3 separate regions of the Sus scrofa genome follow, and regions 1 and 3 are each linked to region 2. A link is a contact called in public HiChIP or PLAC-seq data. All regions are on one chromosome and are shown on one strand. The core of a region is the stretch at or near the end of the contact, and the rest is flanking DNA. Distances in the headings are between cores, read along the strand shown. Region 1 overlaps RASAL2 (ras GTPase-activating protein nGAP). Region 2 has its middle 35 kb from the start of RASAL2. Region 3 overlaps RASAL2 (ras GTPase-activating protein nGAP).

Evidence for each region. HiChIP or PLAC-seq counts read pairs in DNA pulled down with a chosen protein or histone mark.
Region 1: an H3K27ac HiChIP or PLAC-seq map of alveolar macrophages shows a contact between it and region 2. The contact joins two enhancer-like sites. A contact is called at or near these places in 2 of 5 promoter capture datasets (fetal liver and liver), 21 of 47 Hi-C or Micro-C datasets (adipose tissue, alveolar macrophages, blood and 13 more) and 2 of 2 datasets of contacts at active chromatin or transcription factors (alveolar macrophages and skeletal muscle).
Region 3: an H3K27ac HiChIP or PLAC-seq map of alveolar macrophages shows a contact between it and region 2. The contact joins two enhancer-like sites. A contact is called at or near these places in 2 of 47 Hi-C or Micro-C datasets (embryonic fibroblasts and epiblast stem cells) and 1 of 2 datasets of contacts at active chromatin or transcription factors (alveolar macrophages).

The regions. Positions count from the first base shown.
Region 1 is chr9:120,141,825-120,145,690 of Sscrofa11.1, forward strand. RASAL2 (ras GTPase-activating protein nGAP) reads left to right here. Exons shown (of 18, transcript XM_021063720.1): 3 at 2,240-2,364. Among named protein-coding and RNA genes, the nearest start is that of RASAL2, 200 kb to the left of the region's middle. Within about 2 kb of position 2,322, at least 5 of the 83 cell types and tissues checked have an H3K27ac peak or open chromatin away from gene starts, as enhancers often do. A contact at or near this core is called in alveolar macrophages, where this site is marked.
Region 2 is chr9:119,904,122-119,907,939 of Sscrofa11.1, forward strand. No RefSeq gene overlaps it. Among named protein-coding and RNA genes, the nearest start is that of RASAL2, 35 kb to the right of the region's middle. Within about 2 kb of position 1,945, at least 10 of the 83 cell types and tissues checked have an H3K27ac peak or open chromatin away from gene starts, as enhancers often do. A contact at or near this core is called in alveolar macrophages, where this site is marked.
Region 3 is chr9:120,074,931-120,078,767 of Sscrofa11.1, forward strand. The region is part of intron 1 of RASAL2 (ras GTPase-activating protein nGAP); the gene reads left to right. Among named protein-coding and RNA genes, the nearest start is that of RASAL2, 140 kb to the left of the region's middle. Within about 2 kb of position 1,636, at least 10 of the 83 cell types and tissues checked have an H3K27ac peak or open chromatin away from gene starts, as enhancers often do. A contact at or near this core is called in alveolar macrophages, where this site is marked.

The DNA.
Region 1 (3,866 bases), core at 1,072-3,571, 240 kb after region 2:
AAATTTACCCCGATTTTTTCCCAAGGCAGGTAGAGGATGCATTTGTACCTTTCTTACTAGAAGGCAGTTATTTAACCTCTTTGTGCTACTCTTTTAATTATTTACGTAGAGATCATTTCCATCCTGAAAGGGATGGATGTCTTAGATTACTGTTCCTAAAGTTTTCTATTACTGAGAGCTTTTGAAAGAGCTTAAAAGCTGTTACTTGGTATCCCATTATTTGTTTAGAAATTTGCTTTTCTTAATTCCCTGTTTGGTTTCTCGGTGTGCAGACAGTAGCTATAGTTATGCTGATGAGGAAATAAGGGAATTTTTAGTCCTTTAAAGAGTGTGAAGACTTTCAGTCCTCAGGAAGATGTTAGTTAGCATTGTGCTCTTCAGATTCCCAGTCACACAGAGAAAGCTTCGCTTCTTGGTATCATCCTCTTGACCTCAGTCATAGGAGTTGGATTACTGAGGCAAAGCAGAAAGCACACACACTAAAGACCGTATCTATCCCACTTTTACTGGATCAGTCGATGTGAGAGGTGCCCACTGTAATCATCTAGAGGGATAAATTATTCTTGGTGCTTAAAAGGGGGCTAATAATAATGGCTCCCTCATAATATTAAAAATGTAAATTCTTTAGCCGTTCATATAGTAAGAACTTAATGCTAGACATTATCATTGAAATTTGTTGAAATTCTGTGTTGGAGCCCTAAGAAATTAGAGGCTATGATTAACTGTTACTGAACTGGTCACCTGGACCTGTGCTAGGGTCCTAGTCCAGGCCTAGGGGTCTTGCCAGGGAGCTTCTTTTTCCATCCAGATTCACACAGCCGGTAAAGAAACCAATGCTGAGACTGCAACAGGACAAGGTTTATTCACTGGCCAAAGAATGGAGTAGTATGGAAACTTACTTCATAAATCAACTTCTCAGCCAGATTTGGGCTGAATAATATATTTTAGAAGGATCGAGGTGAAAGGGAGAAAATTGAGTGATGAGAGGGAGGAAATTTATGACTTACCTGAGAGCAGGGGTGTGGTTTAGACTCAGAACTGGGGCAACACCCCCTTTCAGTCATTGTGTGGACTTTTCCAGCTGTTGTCACGGCAATTGTCAACTGTCAGGGTACTGGTGGGTGTGTCATTTAGCATGCTAATATATTACAATGAATGTGTAATGAGGCTCAAGGTCTCCTGGAGGTCAGGTCTTCCACCATCTTGGGTCTAGTTGGTTTCAACCAGTCTGGTTTTTCCCTTTGCAGCTTCCTCTTTTTGTAATTGAGCCTGAAACCCAGATAAGGGCAATTAGTCTCCAGTTGAGGGAGGGGCAGGGGTATGATTCTGGAGCAACAGCCTTAGTAACATAATTCCTGACATATTTTGTCCAACTGTTTAAGATGTTACCAATACTATTCTTAATTCTGCTAAAGGTTACTAGTGAAATCTCTTTATGAAAAGTCTTTGCCCTCTATCTCCAAACTAAGATGATGGGTCTTTTAGAAAAAAAAAAAAAAAAAAAAAAGAACATGGAAATATCTCATTACTCTACAATGATACAATGAAAGGCAGTACGTAAGTTGTGAAATAGTGGCATTAGAAAGAGATCTTTTGTAGCATTCATGGTTCTTATTCCACATAAATAGAAAAAAAATTTTTTTTAGGATTTCAAAAACCAGTCTCACTTTTGGAAGAAAATATGCCATTTTATGTAAGTATCTATGCAAGTTTTGACTGAAAATTTCGATAGATAGTATATATAGTATTTTATTAACTGTCCGTTAAGTGCTTACTTCTAAAATTAAAGAAAATATGGGTGATTTTGCTACTTTTATCTAACAAAACCGTCTTTTAAGAGAATTCTGGAGTGAAATCTTTCTGGTCAACGTTTATTTCCATTCACCTTATTGAGCATTAGGCAGGATTGGGACTTGTGAGCCAGTTTCTGATGTTAAAGAATTTTATTTGTGTGGGTGTTTTGTTTCTGAGCTAAGCAGAAACACAGCTGGCTGTGATTTGTACATACCTCACCTAAGCTAATTTACATACTCACCCATCCTGATCTTTTAGTTTTCTTTTTAAAGAAAAGCTTCCGGAAGGGGTTTGGTGATACTTTGACCATCGTATTTACTTTACCTCTAGTTTCTTCTGTTTTGCTCTGGTGATTACAGACGCCTGCCTTCATTAACTAAAAACATTATTCAATCAGAAGGTAGTTATAACACGATTACATTTCATCTCTTCTTTGCTTAACTAGATACCTGTGGAAGGAGGACAGGAGCAGCCGACAGATTCCACCAAAGGGCGATGCCTGAGGAGAACTGTCAGTGTCCCCTCCGAGGGTCAGTTTCCTGAGTACCCACCAGAGGGCCGCTAAACTGGGTAAGCTACTGTGTAAAAGGAACGACATGCCTGATTTTTATTTGGTAACTTATAGACTTGTTATTGAGTGTTGCAATAAAACAAAACACCCGGCATTTACTGTTATGTACATGCTTTAAAATATAGTGTGTTAACCGAAAGTTAGAGGTCATTAGAAAGTTTTATTCCTTATAACCAAGAGGCAGCAAAGTTATTTTACGGAGATAAAATATTTGTCTGAGCCCAAGTGAAGTTACCCTAAACTCCTAGGCAAGTTGGATGGTGTGTTATTTCTGAATTTACTGTTTGGCTTGAAATTTTGAAAGTGTTAGGTGGTCTGTTTTGGATGGAAACAGTATTAAATGGTTTGAGCCCTGCTGACACAGCTATTAATGTTGTCTTGTATAATGTAATGTCAGATCAGGCTAATTTAACTCAGCTAATTTTATATGGCCCGTGTTAAGTTATATTCAAGACTGTGGTTAGAGTGGGTGACAGAAGGGAGACATCAAAAAACACCCAAAAAACAAAAAACCCACTGGAATTGTTACACAAAGAATTCATGTCAGTATCAAAGTGGCTGTTTCCCTATTTCCTACCAAATGACTCTGTTTAGTGTTTTGCAGGCTTACTAATCAGTATTTAAATAATTAGAGCAATCGGGTTAATTTTAAGGGAACATAATTAAGATTAAATAAAACAATGAAAGAATTTTAAAAGTACGAGTTTTCTTTGGTGTTTTGTGGTATTATTGTTTGCTATTTAGTAGGTAGATAAAAGGGAAGAATTGACTGTCTCTATGTTAGTTAATGTGGATGATGCTGTGACTTTGTTGTATTTTTGAAAATCAAGGTTTTTGGCTTTTTGTCTGTTTTTGCCTTTTTCTTCTTTTCATTTCATTTTCTAAGTGGAACTCAGATTCTTAGTCAAAATTTGAGTCCTTTAGTTCTCATTTTATCCTCTGACATTTGTTGCTATTATGGAAGTTAGGTTAGCAAACACTTCTGTGCCAGGAGTCACACTTGGAAACGTCAAGTTTTCCTTTTATCCTTTCCCTATTGTACTTCTTTAGCATCTGTTGAAACCAGTTTAGGTGTGGGCTTAAATTATATTGCAAGCCTGTCTGGCCGTAACCATTTAAGAGCCTGTTTGTATTTCGCCTATTAGTTATAATGGATTGGACTGGGTTGGAATCACTTTCTTTCAACTCCTTTGTTATCATTATTTGCAGTGTGATGTTGGTGACTATCTTTGTCACTTCTTCAGGTTCCTTTGACTGCTCACGCTTTGATCCCTAAAAGTCAATTGATTTTGAGGAAGTGTAATTATAGTCTGAATAATTATTATGATTTTATAGAAGAGAGAAATATATAGTAAATTGTTAAATGTCTCCAGCATTGCAGGTGCAGGTCCCAAAGACAGGCTCAGATGAGGTGGCCAAGGAGTGTAGCCCAGAGGCAGTCCTCTACCTTCCACCTTCTGCCCTCGAATCCTGGCAGCCGTCTTGAATCATGGTAGTCCAT
Region 2 (3,818 bases), core at 695-3,194:
TTTAATGAGCACTCTCATTAAGGGCTCTCTGAGCCTGTGCTTAAAGTTTTCCGGACAAGCAAATGAGCAGGACTGAAAACGGATGGCATCAGGCCAGCACCTCATGTTTTGTTTTAAAGATATCGTGGGGTGGGGGTGGGGGGATAGAATGAAAGAAAACGTTGTTATTTGTGAGAAGAGAGATTGGATAACTCTTTTGCCCAAGAAAATTTGGAAATGAATGATGTGGTTTTTCCCCATTGGAATACTCTGAATTTCCCACTGAAATGAGTATTCCCCATTGAAATTCTCAAGCTTATCAATTATTAGGATATTAGTGTGTATCTGTGAGAGCATTTGTTTATTCAGCCAGTTCCATGGAGAGACATCATTGTCCTGTGAGATCCTAGCCCTGGATTCATATTTCTGGTAAGGTCCCCATCACTTTGCATCAGAGATAATGTCCCCTCTAGGCTCCAAGCCCTGCGGGGTGCACACTCACCCTTCCCTATCCTGTTTTATATTTCCAAGGCCCAACACAGAGTCCAGACACATAGACACTCAATAAATGTGATTTTACCATTTAACCGAATTCATTAGATGCTATTAGTACATTAAAAAGCACATAAAATAATTAGACCTAACTACTAGACTGCAAATCAGAGTGATTTATCACCTTGCAAGGTTCAACAAACATTCTAATGTGCTAACAAGCCCCTAATTAAAGCAGCAGCCTTCAACTGAAATTATCAGGAGGAAGGAAGAAAAGTACAGTCAGCCCTTGGTATCCACGGATTCTGGACCAATGGATATGGAGGCAGATTGTACCACACTGTTTTATATAAGGGACTTAAGCATCCGTGGATTTTGGTGTCTAGAGTCAATTCTCCCCACCCCCACTCCCCTGGGATACTGATGGATAACTATACCGACAGGGATTCAGAGATGCAATTTTTATTTTATCACTGATGGACATTATTCTCTTTCTGAACAGGAATTAGCTCTTTTACAATAGAGAAAAGGATATGGTTGTTGCTCTATTTATCTTTCTAGTGAGTTCACTTAGTGTAAGTACAGAATGTGGGAAAGCAGATTCTAGCTGTTGTCTCTGCTTGAACCAGTTGTCCTGCAAACCTTCCCTCCGCTTGTATGGCATAAAGCATGCCTCACCTGTGATGGTTCCAGGGACTTCCAGAGATGATACCCATGAACAGTCTGACACGGAGTTGGCCATGGACTGTAGGCGCAATAGAAACCAAGCACCCACTGCCAGGAAGAGCACGAAAAGAGAAGAGGGGCTTCCCTCCATGAGATCGGAGAATAGACAGGCAGCAAGAGAAAGTGACACAGCATTTCCCTGGTGGCACAGCGGGTTAAGGATCCAGCATTGTCACTGCTGTGGCTTAGGGTGCTGCTGTGGCAGGAGATGGATCCCTGGCCCCAGAACTTCTGCATGCCATGGTTGTGGCAAAAAAAAAAAAGAGAGAGAGAGAGAAGGTGACACAATCTTCCCTAAAACATCTGCTCAATGGTCCAGCTAAAAACATTGCTGGCTGTTCTTATATGTCCTGGATTGTATTTCACATCAGAGGTCTAGGCCATCGCTTTGTCTCCCTTTTTCTCACTCCTGTCCACCCTTGAATAGTCAGCAAGGAGTCAGTGATTGGTCCTGAAGAATGAGATCGGGTGTTCTCAGATTACATATCTGGAACATTCTCTCTGATGGGCATCCCATAATCAGTATTTCACAAAGTGTGATCCGTGGCCAGTGCATCAGATCCCCGAAGATGCTGATTGAAAGGATTTTTCTCCCAGCTGGCCTGGCATCCTGGCATCCTGGCATCTGTAGTTTTATTAGGCTCCCCCATTGATTCTGCTTCCTGCTGAAGTTCAAGAGCCTCTGGCCCTGGCTTCTGACCTAGTGGTGCCTTGGATCACTAGAGGGCACCCTAGAACAACTTTTTTTTCCCAGGCTGTGGGCTTCCTGCCAACCGACCAGGGCTGTGGCGCCTCATCGTTCTGGGCCAGAGTTTCCAAGCCCATCCTGGAACCACAGTTTCCTTTAAGAAACTTAGTCCAATTGCCACATCACCAGATACATCTAGCATGCATTTCCACAATGGTGCTGTAATAAATCCGGTTTCTAAAAAAAAATTAGATGTTAAATCATCCTATGTTTATTCATTATATATCTACAAATTGTGAACCAAAACAACATCAAGTATTAAAAGGACTGACAAAAGACATTCTTCCTACTCTTTAGAAAAATGTGGTGGCTCAGTGGGTTAAGGATCCAGCATTGTTAACTGCTATGGCTTGGGCCTTTGCTGTAGCTCCAGTTCCATCCCTGGCCTGGGAGCTTCCACATGTGGTGGGTATGGCCAAAAAAAGAAAGAAAAGAGGAAAAAATATGGGGAAGAAAAATCAGGCAGAAATATGAAATCATTTGCAAATAAATATAATTAACAGTAAATTAAATCATGGACATGGAAAACAGACTTGTGGTTGCCAAGGGGGAGGAGGAAGGAGTGGGATGGATTGGGAATTTGGGGTTCATAGATGCAAACTATTGCCTTTGGCATGGATAAGCAATGAGATCCTGCTGTATAGCACTGGGAGCTATATCTAGTCACTTATGATGGAGCGTGATAATGTGATAAAAAAGAATGTACACATGTATGTGTGACTGGGTCACCTTGCTGTATAGTAGATAATTGACAAAATACTGTAAACCAGCTATAATGGAGAAAAAATTATTATAAAATTAAAAAATAGTAAATTAATTTTCAAGCTAATGGGAAATAGAATTAATTACTAAATCTGAAACAAACAGGTGACAGTATGTGTACAAACAAGGAACTTCCCTGCTGGCCCTGAGCTGACTGGGAAAACGGTACATGGGGATTCCTGAGACAGCTTCCTGGAACAGGCAGGATGGGACAGGAATAGGAGAAGCAATGTCAGGCAGCCCCACTGCAACACATGTCTGTTGAATTCAGAGCCCTTCTTCGTGTCTCAGGAGACACTGAACTAAAACTTGGCAAATGTAAATCCGAGAAGGACCACTGGGACTCCTTTTGTCATGTTGGCATGATGCCCATTGATTCAACAAATCCTTGAGGGGCACTGCCCTGTGCCAGGCACTGGCCACACACTGGGAAGACAACCGTGGGCAAGACAGACGCCTTAGTGCTGCCCTTGGGTGTTTACAATCCAGCAGGAGAGACAGACAAACAATCACGTAATTACAAAGCAGTGTGAGTGATGGGTTAAGCAGTAGGTTTGTGGAAGCTCGAAGGGGAGAAGCCTAACTCAGCCGTGGTGGTGAAGGAGGCTGCAGGGGTACAAACATTCAACAGGAGAAGGTAAAGGATGAGTCAGGAGCAGCGAGAAAGGGCATAGTTGAAAGCTGGGGAAGAAAAGAAGCAGATATTTGAGGAACTGAAAGAAATTCAGTAGAGCTAGTGGAGTTGGGAGCAGGCAGGGGAATTGTGCTAAACAGTGTGGTGGGGGATGCAAAGCAAGCACAGCCAGCTCTTTCAGAGCCTTGTAAACCTTCATGGGGATATGCGGACAGTATGCTAAGGGTACTGGGGAGCCATTGAAGGATTGCGAGCAGGGGATAGTGCCCTGATCAGATCTGCACTTGAGGAGGTTCCGCCTGTACCAGGGTCAGTGTTAATAAGCCAATAAAGCCGAAGGAATCCGTCTTTCCCTTTTTTTTAGGGCTGCACCTGTGGCATATGGAGGTTCCCAGGCGAGGGGTCAAATCGGAACTGTAGCTGCTGGTCTACACCACAGCCACAGCAACACAGGATCCAAGCCGTGTCTGCAGCCTA
Region 3 (3,837 bases), core at 386-2,885, 170 kb after region 2:
GCTAAAGGCTTCACTATTATGCTACCTTAAACCCTCCAGTTAAACAATGTACACTCCTTCACCTGCTACAATATGTAGGTCAAATAATACAAATTAAAAAAAACAAAACTTATGCTTCTTATAACTAAAAGTAATTCCAGCTGCTTTGGGCCCATGTCTAAGAATGGAGTCAATATATTTGCAATAGTAGAAATAACTTGAAACTGCCAATAAAAGAGGATTAATTAAACATTTGCTTCATATCAAATCAACAGAATACCATATCGTCTACATAATTGTCACTAGTTATGTGAAACAGTAGAAACTATAAAATATAGATATGCACGGGATGTAAACTATATATATTCACTGTCTGTAACACTTAAAAGGAAAAATTACTGGGAAGAAATTTTATTCATAAATTATTTTTCTTCCTCTGTCAGTAGGTAAAGATGGGAATGAAAGGTTAAAAAGTGGGAAAAGAATTTTAATATAGCATATGTAGTTCTCCTTTATGGTTAGGGTTAATATGTTTTGTTTATCTGTAATGTCATAGCAATAACAACATCCTCTTTCCCTGTGTTAGTTACTTTCCCAACTTGGGAATTAGAAAGCTTTATTTTTTTCTTCTAGATAATTTTCTTTAAATAGTTTCATTCAAGTTTAATCAACTTATTAATAAAAATCTTACTGAAAAAGACCTTATATAATAACTCAGTAGACACTACTCTGGTGCTGGCAACATAGTGCATTATTTTATTAAGTAACTAGAGGCTTCCTCACTTAGTCTAGGGAATCAGTAGCTAAATTAGAAAAAAATAGAGTACTCAGTTCATAAAATGTACATATAATTAATAGTGGTACACTCTAGGTTTTGTTTTGTTTTTTTTTTTTTGGCTGAGTCCCCAGCATGGGGAAGTTCCTGGCTCAGGGATCAAACCTGCGCCATAGCAGTGATCCCAAGCTGCTGCATTTACAACACCAGATCCTTAACCTGCAGTGCCGTAGGAGAACTCCAGGGCTGGTTATTATAAAAACATATACTTCTTCAGATCTTCTCCATAATTGGGGCTTCTATTTGCTTTATTTCACAAGTTACCAAAAAAGCATCTCTGCAAATCAGAGAAATTTATTCCCTTTCTGCCTTTTCTCTTGAGTCACTGCATTTCACTATGTGTAACCCCACATGGCTAGCATTTTATCACTCATCTGTTGCATCTAAGCTCTCCTACAGTTGTTCCCATGTTTTGTCACTTATAATGTTTATTTGTCTCTAGTTAAGCATATTGAAATTAATGAATAACATTTTTAAACATATATATAGTGATCTTTAATAATTTAGGCTATTTATGTATAATTCTACTGTATTTAAAATTCTCCAAAATAACAATACAACTCTTTCATTTTTAAATAAACATATTCTGGGTGTATTAGTCTGCTAAGGCTTCCATAACAAAACACCACAGTCTAGGTATTTTAATACCTAGCTTAAATAACAAATTTATTTTCTTAGCATTTTGGAGGCTGGAAGTCTTAAGATCAAGATGTGGTCAGATTGCTTTCTCCTGAGACTTTCTCAGCTTGTAGATGGGGCTGTCTTCTTGTTGTATTCTCACTTTCCTCAGTGCACAGGCGACTCTTGGGTTTCTCTTTTCTTATGAGGACACCAGCTGTACTGGATTAGGGCCCCACCCTTATGACCTCATTTAACCTTTAAGGCCCACAGTCAAAATGAGGTCGAGGGCTTCAACATATGAACGTTAGGGGGACACACTTTGGTCCATAACAGAGGACTCATTAATTATGAGGTCATTAATATGATGTATTGGCATAAATTTTAAAATGATATGACAATCACATTTTCTCAAACTTAAAATAATTTGTGAAGTTAAATGGCTTTAGAAAAAATAGGCTAGATCAATTTGAATTTATATTTTATTTTTCACATGGCATATGTTTACTTTTAAAAGGGTTATAAACAGTGTAAATTGTCTTCCTTTTTTTTTCACTTAAGACTATTTGATATGCATTTCCATTTATTGACCAGTAATAAAAATGGCAAGGATGTTGGACACTCTGGTAATATATTATATTGAAATGTGAAGTAGGCTTTATTGGACATTTAGTTTGTAGTTTCTTTCCATTTCACTTTCTGCTTATGGGAACCTTCCCCTCCCCCTGTCCTCATTAGTTTGGCTTATTTCTTTGGGGTATACCAGGAATGATTATACCTTGGAATGGGACTGCTTCATAGCTCATTACATATTGTGAGGTTTTCCGCTAGAAAGATATAGCATGTTAATAATGCCAGAAATAATTTATGAGTAAAATTTTCCCCCATGACCTTACCAAATGTGGACTTAAGTATTGTTTTGTTACAGTTTTGTGTTTTACTTATAGCTCAGAGTAAGGGAAAGGAAAAGATCTTTGGGATTGGACAGATGGGCTCAGGTTTTTACCTATGCTGTTGTCTAGTTACATGGCTGAGAAAGTTTCATATAGTTTTTCAGAGTCCCCATTTTCTCATCAGTAAAGTATGAGATAATGATAGCTATCTTGTAAGGTTATTACAATTTTCTCTTTTTTTGTGGTATCTTTGTTTTTTGTATCAGGGTGATGGTGGCCTCATAGAGTGAGTTAGGGAGTGTTCCTTCCTCTGCAGTTTTTTGAAATAGTTTCAGAAGAATGGATGTTAGCTCTTCTCTAAATATTATAGAATTGGCCTGTAAACCCATCTGGTCCTGGACTTTTGTTTGTTAGAAGTTTTTCTAATCACAGTTTCACTTTCAGTACTTGTGTCTAATCTGTCTGTATTTTTATATTTCTTTCTGGTTCAGTCTTGAAAGCTTGTACCTTTCTAAGAATTTGTTTATTCTAGGTTGTTCATTTTATTGGCATATATTTGTTTGTTCTAGTCTCATGATCCTTTCTATTTCTCTGATGTCCATTGTTACTTCTCCTTTTTAATTTCTTATTTTATTGATTTCAGCCCTTATCCCCCCCCTTTTTCCTTTGACGAATCTGGCTAAAGGTTTACACATTTTGTTAATCTTTTCAAAGAACCAGCTTTTAGTTTTATTAATATCTTTTTGTTTTCTTCATCTCAGTTTCATTTATTTCTGCTCTGATCTTTATGATTTCTTTCCTTCTCCTAACTTTGGTTTTGTTTGTTCTTTCTCTAGTTACTCTAGATATAAGACTAGATTGTTTATTTGAAATCCTTCTTGTTTCCCGAGGTAAGCTTGTATTGCTATAAACTTCCCTCTTAGAACTGCATTCACTGTATGCATAGGTTTTGGATCATTGTGTTTTTGTTTTCATTTGTCTGTAGTTATTTTTTGATTTCCTCTGACTTCAGTGATCCATTGGTTGTTTCTTAGCATGTTATTGTTTCATCTCCATGTGTCTGTGTTTTTTGCAGTTTTTTTTTTCTTGTGGTTGATTTATATAGTCTTATAGTATTATGGTCAGGAAAGATGCTTGATATGATTTCAGTTTTCTTAAATTTACTGACATGTGATTTGTGGCCCTGATGTGATCTATCCTGGAGAATGTTCCATGTGCCCTTGAGAAGAATGTATATTCTGCTTCTTTGGGATGAAATGCTTTATAAATATCAGTTAAGTCCATCTGGTCTAATGTGTCATTTACAGCCTACGTTTCCTTAAGGATTTTGTTTCTTTTGACTATCAAGTGGAATCTGAGTATATGTAGTATTTCATTTATTTATTTTCAATTATTCTATATTGTTGGTTTTACCGTCATTTACAATTATTCCAAGTATTATTTAAGTTTGAGCAATTTAAAAGAGTTATTCAAACCTTAAAGCATGTTTATGGTCCTCCTTCATTTCTTAAT